2 separate regions of the Mus musculus genome follow, and region 1 is linked to region 2. Evidence: chromatin contacts called from public HiChIP or PLAC-seq data. All regions are on one chromosome and are shown on one strand. The core of a region is the stretch at or near the end of the contact, and the rest is flanking DNA. Distances in the headings are between cores, read along the strand shown.

Region 1 (5,127 bases), core at 307-2,806, 620 kb before region 2:
AGAGGACAATTTTGGGGGTGTGGGGTGTTTCTCTCTCCATCCCCTTTTACCTGGGTTTTGGGGATCCACCTCAGGCTGGCAGGCTTTGGACAGCAGGTACTTTTCTCTGCTAAGCCATCTCTCCAGTTCCCGCCTTATTTTGAGACAGAATCTCTCACTGGGTTCCAGGGTTTGCCAATTGGTCTACTCTAATCCCATTTTATTACATTTTTGTAGTAATACTCCCCCCCCCCCCCAGCACACACCTTCCTAAGGATTGAGCCCAGGGGCTATACCCTCAGTTGCTCTTTTCTGTAGTATTTTATACTTAGAATAAAATTTTATTCATTTTAAATTAATTTTCTAAGCACTCACCTCCCAATTTTCAGCCTTCACCTTTCCTTTTTCCACTTTCCTAGTACCTCCCACACTCCACTGTGACCAAAGTGTTGGGTTTGCTTCATGCTCACTCAAAAACATCCTACTGTGTACACTTTCAAATCCAGACTGGACTAGAACTCAGAGATTGCCTGCCTCTGCCTCCCAAGTGCCGGGATTAAAGGCGCCTTCACACCTGTCGTGCCTGGTGTCTGAAGCGTCCAGAAGAGGGTGTCAGATCCCTCCTGGAACCAGGGTTACAGGCAGTTGTGAGCTGCTATGTGGGTGCTGGGAACCCGGCCGAGGTCCTCTTCCAGAGCAGTGCGGCCGCTTAACCTCCGATCAGCCCCATGGAATACTACTTGATTACAATCTTTTCTCACAACATACTAATGTCCTTCTAGGTCAAACCCAGAGAATTAACATGCTTGTTAAACTCTTGTTGTCTGAATCACCGTCTTACTGTTTCCAGTACTCCGTCCTCTCCTGTGAACATGACTTACTAACGCTTTTATTCCCGGGAGACTCCTGGAGGAAGGAATGGGGGTGCCAAAAGTCGTATTTTAATAGGTATACCCCCACACACCCCCGTTTACTTACCCCGAGAACGTTTAACTCCCAGGGTAACACACAGGAGAGTTCTTTCCGGTGAGGAATCGAACTAGGTGCATCACCTTTACTCAGAAGGGGCGAGGGAGGGAGGATCGGCCCCCTTTAAAGGACGTACCTACGCTTTCCTTCTGGAAATGCGGGATCCGCTACAAAAGCGGAGTGTCTGGCAATTCGGAGCGACTGTTTCCGTTTGTTCCGGGGTGCGGTGGGACCGGGTCCGTCGTCCCCGCTTCCGAGGCCCGCCTGCTAAAGCCCGCTTTGGCTCGGGCGACTTCTGAGCCCCCCTGAGCGCGCCGGCCGACGCACCAACCGGCCGCAACCGGCCGGCGCCGTCTGGAAACTTCGCTCGGCTTTTCCGAGATCGAGGTTGCTGACTGAACCCCCCGCGGCGTCCCTCGGGCCTAGCTGAACGCGCCACTCGCCTCACAGGACGCTGCTGCCTCGAAGGGAGCGGCCACGACTCCCTCAGACGCGGGAGTCCGGCCCCGTGAGGACCCGCGCCCCGCATCTCCGGCCGCGCGACGCCTCGAGGCACGCCGGGTCGCCCAGTGCGCGCGCAAGCGAGCGCGGGCCGCCGTCGAGCCGCGCGGTCCCCAGCTGGCGGCCCTAAGACAAGGGCGCCGGCTCCTCAGCTGCGGCCCGAGGGCGTGGCAAGGCCCCACGGCTCCTGTTTTCCCGGCCGGAGCCCGCTTTCGGTTTCGTTTCCTTCCAGCGAAACAGTGGGGCCCGGCCCGTGAAAGGCGCCGCCGTCCGTGCTAAGCCTCAGTCCGACGGCCATGGCCCAGGCCGCGGTGGCAGTGGCAGAGGTGACCCAGCTGCTGTGCGCGGCGGGGGGCGCCTTGGAGTTGGCGGAGCTGCGGCGCCGCTTGCGAACCAGCCTGGGGACCGACGCGCTGGAGCGGCTGCTGCGGGACTGCGGGCGCTTCGTGGTGGCCTCGCGGGCGGTCGTGGCCGTGGGCGCGGGCCGGGAGGCCGCGGCGGCAGCCTCGGAGCGCTTGGTGCTGGCCGTGTCGTCGCTGCGTCTGTGCCGCGCGCATCAGGGCCCCAAGCCGGGCTGCACCGGGCTCTGCGCGCAGCTGCATCTCTGCAAGTTTCTCATCTACGGCAACTGCAAGTTCCTGAAGACCGGGTAAGGACGCCAACGGTGGGCTTGGGCGGATGCTCCTGGCCCTCCACTCTCGGACCTCCACCCTCGTCCCGTGATTGGGGCAGACCGCTAGGTGACAGTTCCTCAGCCTCGCCTGTCCTTCACTCTCAAGAACGTTTATTGATCACCTACTTAGTGACTGGCAGTGTATGGTGGACTAGCACAGATAGAATGTGGTGCCAAGAGGGACACCTGAGCATGGCAGTATGGCCCCCAGGAGGGAAGCTGGTCCTCAGGGCTGCTTTGAGGAGCAGGCAGCAAGGCTTGCTGTCCCAGCTGTAAGGAGGCTTTGGAAGTGCCACTCAACTTCTGTTTGTCTGTTTACAAGCCGAAATTCAGAATTTCAAGATCCATAGAGAGTTCCGCTCTCCTCTAGCCACAGACCTTCCTGGGTGCCTTTCTACACCCCCACCCCCCACCCCCCACTTTGTTTCATTTAGGTGGCAGAGCCCTGTCTGGAATGCCCTTCCTGGTTTGCTTTTTTAGCGCCTCGGGCAGGAGCTGAAAGATTTTTCGCTTTTTTGAGCTTTCTCTAACTCTTCCACAACACACTTTATGTCCTTATTAGTCTGGGCTGCTCTCTGCTTGCACCTGCAAGGTGATTAGTGAAATCTGTTTATACTGAAGAATTTGGGCCTCACCTTAAAGGTGATAAGGCCTGTTGAATGTCAGCTGTGAGGTTTGTGTTTTAGGAAGATGTCTTGGGTAATGATTCGGGGATGCTGGGTTAGGAGAGGATGTTGGAGACTTCATGCTTCGAATCTAGTCCAGTTATCTAGAAGGATTAGTTTCTTCCCTCCCTGCTTCCTTTTGCTGTAACAGTAGACATCACTTTTTATGATGTCAGGTTAATAGTCACGTTGGGTTAGTAACCTTGACCTGTGTAGTCAATCAGGGATCCAGACTGGGTACAGCTGCACCCTCAACACTTTTGAGACAGTTCTAAGTATCAAGTTCTGGGGGCTGAAGGTCTCCCTGGTAGGAAGTCTGGTGGGAAGTTTGTGTGGGTCAGGTCTAAAAGTGATAAATATCCCATTTACCTGAACCTGTCTCCTACCCCTACCTAAGGGGTATGGTCTAAGAAATGTGGTCTTTAGGACTTATTTATTCGGAAATAATACAGATTAGAACTTGTCCAAACGAGGTGTATGCGAGAGATTTGGGGAAATTAAAGGGGAGTGTGCCAGCGTGAAGAGAGGCTGTGGGAGAGATGGTGACTCTTGTTTCTGTTCCCACTGTGGACTGAAAGCCAGAGAGGGTTTGAGATCTTTACTTAAAAGGAAGGCTAAACCCTTACCTACTGATTTGGAAGCTGCTGGGTGGTAAATACTGTGGCCCCAGTCACAGATGTCTTCAGTCCCTGACTTCCAGACCTGTGCTCAGGAGGCAGTGTGCTTGCCTATCAAGAGCGTGGTCTGTGAGCTAGTTAGTTGTTTCAGTCCACCTCTGCTCTTTGCTGCCTAGTAACCCTGGGAAAGTAGCGTTCTGGCTGACTCTGGCCCCTCAGTGATGATAAGATTACTTACTTCACAGGTTTGTTGAGGCAATCTCTGTTGCATAGTAAATGCTCGCTAAGGTTATGTTGCTATTATTGCAGTTATTTGTATACTTGGCTTTGGCAGCACGAACTTAGCTTCCCTTCTTCTCATCTCATTTTGTCATCTTTTTCCTAACCCCTGAAGATGTGGCTTATTTATTGTTTTATACCTTCCAATGGCCTCTCCTCAGTTCTTGCCTGGATCCCGACTCTGCAGTGCCTTTTTCCTTTGGTGCCACTGTATTCTTATCACAGCTGACCTCAGACTTTCACTCCATGTGTGAGTTCTTTTCTGTTGCATTCACGAGTTGGGAGAGAGGAGTCAAGGTTCATGGTTTCTGATCTGTAGGGGCGGAGGGACAGAGATGAGAGAGCTAGTAGGAGAAGAAGGTTTGGGGATGGATCCAGGAATTTGGCATTCTTTCAGGATGTTTACTACAGATGTTAAGGTATGGTAATGTCTGCATGCTGCTTGCCTGCCTTTCCAGGTGTCCCAGACTGTCATTAAAGGGTTGTCCCTGAGTTCTTAGGGTGGAGTACCAGTGCCTGGTTGATATGTGCTCACCAGATGCTTATGGGTTGAAAGTACAGAGAAAGGGAGCTGCAAAACAGGTGGACCAGGAATGTCTGTGTCTATGTAAACCCATATCTGGAAGCATGAGTCACTCTGCCTGGCATTTTTTTTAAAGATTTATTTATTTATTATATGTAAGTACATTGTAGCTGTCTTCAGACACTTCAGAAGAGGATGTCAGATTTCATTACAGATGGTTGTGAGCCACCATGTGGTTGCTGGGATTTGAACTCGGACCTTCAGAAGAGCAGTCAGTGCCCTTAACTGCTAAGCCATCTCTCCAGCCCCCTGCTTAGCATTTTTACAAGGATTTATTTTTATTATTTAAATTATGTGTCTATATGGGGGGTAGAGTGGAGGGAATGGTGCATATAAGTACAGGTGCCTTCAAAGGCCAGAAGAGAGTGTTAGTGAGACTCCCAGTGTGGGTGCTGGGAATTGAATGCAGGTCCTCTGGGAGAGTAGAATAGTGCCCCTGACTACTGAGCCTTCCCTCTACCCTCTGCTCATTTTTTTTTTTTTTCGGGGAGAGGGGATGGGTTGGGTTGAGACAGGGTTTCTACATAGCCCTGGCTGACTTACAACTCACTGTGTAGCCCAGACTGCCCTCAGAAATCTGCCTGCCTTTGCCTCCCAAGTGCTGAGATGAAAGGTATGTGCTACCTAGACTTACCCCTGCTCAGGCTTTTAATCCAAGTGTTTACTGAGTGGCCAGTGTGCTGTGACACTTGTTTGCATGATGGCCCTGCCCTTCTCTTTACATACCTGCTGAGAAGTGTTCTCCTGAGCCCTAGACATTGTCCAGTCTCCTCTCTTCCTGGTAAATAAGCATATGTCTTCATGCATCGCTGTTTTTTTCTCTCTGATGCTTATAAGGAGGGTCAGGAAGAGTTTGTGAAA
Region 2 (5,801 bases), core at 533-3,032:
ATCCTGGCAGGTATGTACCATTCCATTTATTTACCTCATAACCATGTTCAATGCTGGGTTCTAAAGCAATCAGATCACACAATGCCCACCTTCAAGGGACCTACTCAATCTTTTGATTTCTTTGGAAGATTAGGCCAGTTTTATTTTCTTATAATAAGTGGAATTAAATATTTTTCCATAACATGGTATGTGGTAATTCCCAAGTATTGTGAACATAGCACATTGGTGGTAAAAAAAAAAAAAAAAAAAAAAAAAAAAAAATGCAGCTATGTCTTTGTTTAGGTCCTAACCTTGCGGTACTAGATGCAAGTCTGCTGCTGGGCCACTTGGTTTCTTTTTTCTTTGGTTTTTATCGAGACAGGGTTTCTCTGTGTAGCCTTGGCTGTCCTGGAACTAACTCTGTAGACCAGGTTGGCCTCGAACTCAGAAATCCAGCAACTTAGTTTCTACATCTACCAATGCTGCTGTAGGTCACTTTTGGCAGAACATATGTAACTGTTCTATGTAACTCTCAGCCAAACACTTCTAAAAACATTGGAGGAAGAGAAGATAGGGTTCCCCAGGCCAGAGTGGTACCCAACAGCCCAGAGCACTGGATAGAGAAACAAAGACCCAAACAGAAGCCAGGTCTGAGAGAAAATGACAAAGGAATGGAACTTCACAAGAAGAGGAATCCTAAGTCACATGGTCATATCTACTCATGTCATATCCAAGTATCTTGAAAAACATTAAAAAAAAATCAAAACACAGACTCTTTTGGAAGAAAAGCTGCATCAATGTCAATGATTATTTCAAAGTTGTAGTAATAGTTCTACTAAATAATCAGGGTTCTTTTCATTCACAATATATACATTTGTAGAGAGAAATGAACTGATCTATGGTATAACCAAATTATTAAAATGGTAAATTATTTAATAATACTATTAAAGTAGGATATTGTTCAAAGTAATGTTGTTTAATTATCAAAGTAATTTAACTATCAAAATAAAGCAATCCCATTAACTGGACTGTGAAATTTTTTATAGCAGAGTTTGGTACAATACGGCCCATGCCCAAGTCTGGCCACATCTGTTTTTGCTAATATAGTTTTATATTGGAAGTCAACTTTACTTGTTTATAAGTCAATTGTGGCTATTTTACAATGATAAAAAAGTTGGGTAGTTATTTAAAAAAAGATTGTAGAGACTATAAGTCCAAAATGTTTATTATGTCAGCCATGTATGGTGGTGCACAGCATGCAATGTGTTCAAGGCTGGTATGATCTACAAAGCACATTCCAGGCCAGCCAGGTCTACACAGTGAGACCCTGTTTCAAAACACAGACCAAACTGACCAACTAACCAAAAAAAAAGCTCCCCTTTGGCCTCTGTTTTAGATAAGATAAAGAGAATAAACACTAATGGGCTCTTACTATCAACCATTTACTAGACGAGACTCTTTCAATCAGTTATTTTTATTAGATTCCCATAGGAGGTCTATTAAAAGCTTTTTTGTTTTGTTTTCTATGTGGAGTAAGAGAAGTGATGTTGAAGCTTTTCAAACTCAATCTAAACTCAAGTTTAATGCCTTTTATTGTACTTTTTGAGTCAACAGTTTTAAACTTCAATTTTAGTTTTTTTTGAAAATACTTAGTTTTCCCTTTCCTGTTCTGGGAAAGTGGTATTAACCAGATAGGAAGTTAGTTTTCACAGAGCTTGAGTTTTTTGAGCAACAAGAATCCTGTTTGTCTACTTCCTTGTTGGTGGTCACATTCACACCAATCAGTCTCCAACTGAATCACACAACAGGAATATAGTTACCAAATCAAGTACAGAAAAAGCAGATGGGATTTCTGTTCCTTCTCTCAAGGATGAGCCTTGAGCATCTGACCACAGGATTAATGGGAGTCTACTGCCTCAAGACTGCTGCACACTTCTAATTTCTGCCCTATGCTCAAGAGTAAAGCAGCTTAAAGACAGTTTATTTTAGTTTCAACTTTACGTGTCTGGGTGTTTTGCCTGCATGTATGTGTGTGCACCATGTGTGTGCCTGGAGGCCAGAGGGCATCATCTCTCCTAAAGCCACATATGGTTATGAGCTGCCATGAGCTGAACTTAGGTCTGCTGTGAGAGCAGACAGTGACTTTAACTGCTGAGCTCTTGACATTGCCTTCCAAGAAAGACTTCATGTGTGCAATAACGTGTATACTACAGTGTTTGTGTGCAAGTGAGAGGACACTATTGAGGAGTTGGTCTCATTGACCTTTTTTTGTGAGTTCTGGGGACTCAAGGGCCTTTACCTGTTTGCTGGGCCTTCCTGCAGCATCTATGACTTTGGCTAGTTATTTTATAAATTCATACTTAAGCAACACATCTATATAATAAAACCCTTCAAAAAAGTCTTCTTGGGCTTGAGAGGTGGCTCAGCAGTTAGCTGCTTCTACAGAACACCTGCGTTCAATTCCCAGCACTCGCATGGCAGCTCACAACTGTCCAGGGGATCTGACACACATGTAGGCTAAACATGTACATAAAATGTACATAAAACAAACAAAAAAATAAATAAAGTCATCTTCTGTCTAACAGATCTCATTCATCCTTTCCTTTTTCTTCAACGTGCTGCTGCCACTGAGAAGGCAGTCAAAGGAAACACTTCCCTGGTGTTGTGTCACTCCACTCCACTGAGGAGGCAGTCAAAGGAAACACTTCCCTGGCGTTTTGTCACTCCACTCCCCCCACTTGAGGAACATTTACGCAGCATCTCTAAACTCTTATAGACAGTAGGAATGAGCAGCTTGCTTACCGTTAAACGCTTGCTGTAAGTGAGCAGGCAGAGGAGAGTGAGGAAGGGCTGCCGCGTGCTGAGCTCCTGGCTGTAAACTCTTTAGTAAATCTGAGAGGAAAACACACTGGTCAGTGATCTCAAGATGTGAACCCCTTGGATCAAACTTAGAAATAATGCCTTAGCTAACACCAGTGTAAGTCCCAGCGCCAAGGGCTTTCTAATATCACAGCACACATACTTAAAACATTAACTTATGGAGATACAGTCATGATTATAATAAGAAACCCCCAAACTTTGACTTTCTCTTACATGTTGCATTTCAATAGCAATATGGTATTAGATGGTTCATCCCATTTAAAGTAGAGCAGCACTTACTCTGGGTTAGGCTGTGATGGAGAGCCGCTGAGGTAGATCCCGAGGTGGCTGTCACTCCAGCTGTGTCCGTTCCAAAGCCAAGTAGCTCCAAGGGAAACTGGAAGGGCATGGTCACTGGAACAAGGCCACCCAGCATCCCAAAAGGAGTCACAGTTTGATTTGTTACAGACAAAGGTGATGTCATGAGAGTCAGAGGTGAGGCATTAGCCAATAATGATGCTCCTGCTGTGGACTGTGTAGAAACCAGGGGTCAAAACAGATAAGAAATAAAGCAATGTCCCTAAATTGATTTAACATATTCATGGATGCAAGACTGTCTCTTTATTTGTTCTAACAAATCAAGGAAATTAAGACTGAGGTGAAAAATATAATCCAAAGAGTTACTAATAATGGTTCTGAAAGTTTGCAAGTGATAGTTGAGTATTTCTGTGTACACAGCTCGTTTGTCAGTACTGTAGTCTGCGGCTTAGATGTTCAATGCCCATTCTTGCTGGTAAGTCTCAAAGTCCAAAACCTACATTTCCCCTTCTCTGCTTCTCCGCGAGTCACTAGGAAGTCATTCCAGCCACTTCCACTGGGACTCTGCAGGTTCACACCTCTGGCACAAGGCCTGCACTGCTGTCCTCACCTAGTGCTCCCTCATCCCAGGGCCTGAGGAGATGAGGCCCTCTGAAAGCTCTTCATCCTTGATCTTCCCTGTGCTTCTTTAGAGCTGATAACTGCCCAACCACACCACAAAGGGTTCCAACTGTAGGACAGCACAGTACCTCTCCACACCCCACCCCAGACTCTCTTTGTACATCTTCACTGTTATGTCTAGATTCTACCCATCTCCCAGTAATAATCTGATACTACTTGTATTCCTTTTTAAAATCTTAGTCAAGCATAGCCTCCTCCATTTTCCAGTCTAGTTTCCCCAGAACTACTGAAAGCTGGTTGCCATTACTCTGCTTTTCTAAAATTAGACTTTCTAAGTGTAAATGCTTTCTCACCGGGCATCAGTGGTGCAAGCCTTTAATCCCAGAACTTGGGAGGTAGAGCCAGGTGGATCTCTGTGAGTTTAGGCCAGCTTGGTTTACATAGCAAGTTTTGGGCCAGCTAGAACTTCCAAAAGCTTTTTTAAAATTGAAATCCAAGTCTTCCAGCTTCAACATCTTAAGTACTGTGATTACATGAAGGCCTCAGACATCACCAGGCCTGGTAAGGGCTTGAATGTGTTAGAAAATATATGTAACTTTCCCATACATGTGTGCCATATTCATATTATACATGGCAGGGTTCATACTACTGCTGAACAGAAAGTGAGATCACTCTGCAAAAGCCATCTCGTTTGCTTCCACTCCTCCATTTCTTCCTCTTTCCTCCTCTCCTTTGTTACCAAGGAGATTTATAAGCTCAGTTCTGACCTGTCACTTCAGGTTTAATCCTATGAATCAGAGTTTAGCAACTAACAACATGTGGGTTTCCAACACTTTACCTGACATGCCCCCCCTTCCCACTTTGTCCTACCTCCCCTGCCTTCCGCAAGCATTTCTTTTTCAGGTGTTGGGACTGCGAACTTAGCCTGCAGGGCTCATAACTGTAGGGCAGTTTCCTCCTCACACCTAAGAACTAATCCTCACCACTCTGGTAAGTGGCACTTGGAAGGAAGGGTTGCCAGCCTTTTTTTTTACTATGCCGATTCTGATACACACAGGGTACATTTATGAAAAAATATCCAGTTAAAGCAACTAGGATAAAAAGGATCCTGTATCAGTTAAAAAGTAAGCAATAATAATTTCTTCATATTAAACATTAAATCTATCGTAGCATCAAGGTAGTCTCAAGGCTGTATCCTGAATGGACGCCCTCAGTGAAAACAGTAAATAATGCAAATGAGTTGAACCTATTAAAGTATTTCTGCAAGAATCTAATTGAAGCATTACAACAGAGAGGAAAGATAAATTGGGGCAAGTCCCTATCTTTAAAAATAACTTGAATATCAGCAATTAAAAATATGTTATAACTAATGTTTTATACTTTCTAAGAATTTTCCAAATCTGATTTTATTTATAGGACTGGAATGCCAGGTGATCTCCATGTCACACTGACATGTAGAAGTTTCTTTAAGGGACACTTTAGGAAGCAGAAAATCCCACATTTGGGAGCACAGAAAAGCTGTCAACATTATCTACATAGGCAGAATACAGAGTGTCCATAATCAGACATGGTTTCTAAGCTGTCTCCATTTGAGGAAAACCATGAATGGAAAGCGCTTTCTCTGGCAGGTAGGCACTTGTTCTTACAAAGTTGTCCATTCTGTTTGGTGAGACAGAGGTTTCCCATTCACACAGAATAATACTCTGAAATGCAGCCATACCATTCTCTCAGGTAAGACTTCTTTCTAGCAGCCTCCCTTCCACAAACCCCAAGTCCTCCCTGGTCCCCTTGACATAGTGTGGGTCTCTCCCCAGTCTTTGCTCACACAACACAGGAGGGCTCTTTCACTTGGCATGTTTATACTGTTGTTTCCTCTAGCCCATACCAACTTCCATCTTCTCTACACATGGCTGTGCCCTGTTTCTCCAGCTCTCTGCTCAAACTCAATAGTATTTACTTTAACAGGTCTTCTGTAGTCAATGATCTTAGCAACAACCAATTTTAAACAATCTTTTCATAGCACA

Evidence for each region. HiChIP or PLAC-seq counts read pairs in DNA pulled down with a chosen protein or histone mark.
Region 1: an H3K4me3 HiChIP or PLAC-seq map of bone marrow-derived macrophages shows a contact between it and region 2, with 2.7 times the contacts expected there. The contact joins the promoter of Parp12 here to the enhancer-like site in region 2. A contact is called at or near these places in 4 of 39 promoter capture datasets (the 3T3-L1 cell line, embryonic stem cells, hippocampal neurons and 1 more), 1 of 115 datasets of contacts at active chromatin or transcription factors (bone marrow-derived macrophages) and 2 of 9 other capture datasets (adipose tissue and liver).

The regions. Positions count from the first base shown.
Region 1 is chr6:39,114,778-39,119,904 of GRCm38.p6, reverse strand. Parp12 (poly (ADP-ribose) polymerase family, member 12) reads left to right here and starts at 1,556. Exons shown (of 12, transcript NM_172893.3): 1 at 1,556-2,098. The coding sequence starts at 1,746. It overlaps 4930599N23Rik (RIKEN cDNA 4930599N23 gene), which reads right to left and starts at 1,432. Exons shown (of 4, transcript NR_045813.1): 1 at 1,085-1,432.
Region 2 is chr6:38,496,257-38,502,057 of GRCm38.p6, reverse strand. It overlaps Ubn2 (ubinuclein 2), which reads right to left. Exons shown (of 17, transcript NM_177185.4): 15 at 3,139-3,370; 16 at 2,782-2,871. Among named protein-coding and RNA genes, the nearest start is that of Mir7670, 8.2 kb to the left of the region's middle. Within about 2 kb of position 1,782, at least 4 of the 459 cell types and tissues checked have an H3K27ac peak or open chromatin away from gene starts, as enhancers often do. A contact at or near this core is called in bone marrow-derived macrophages, where this site is marked.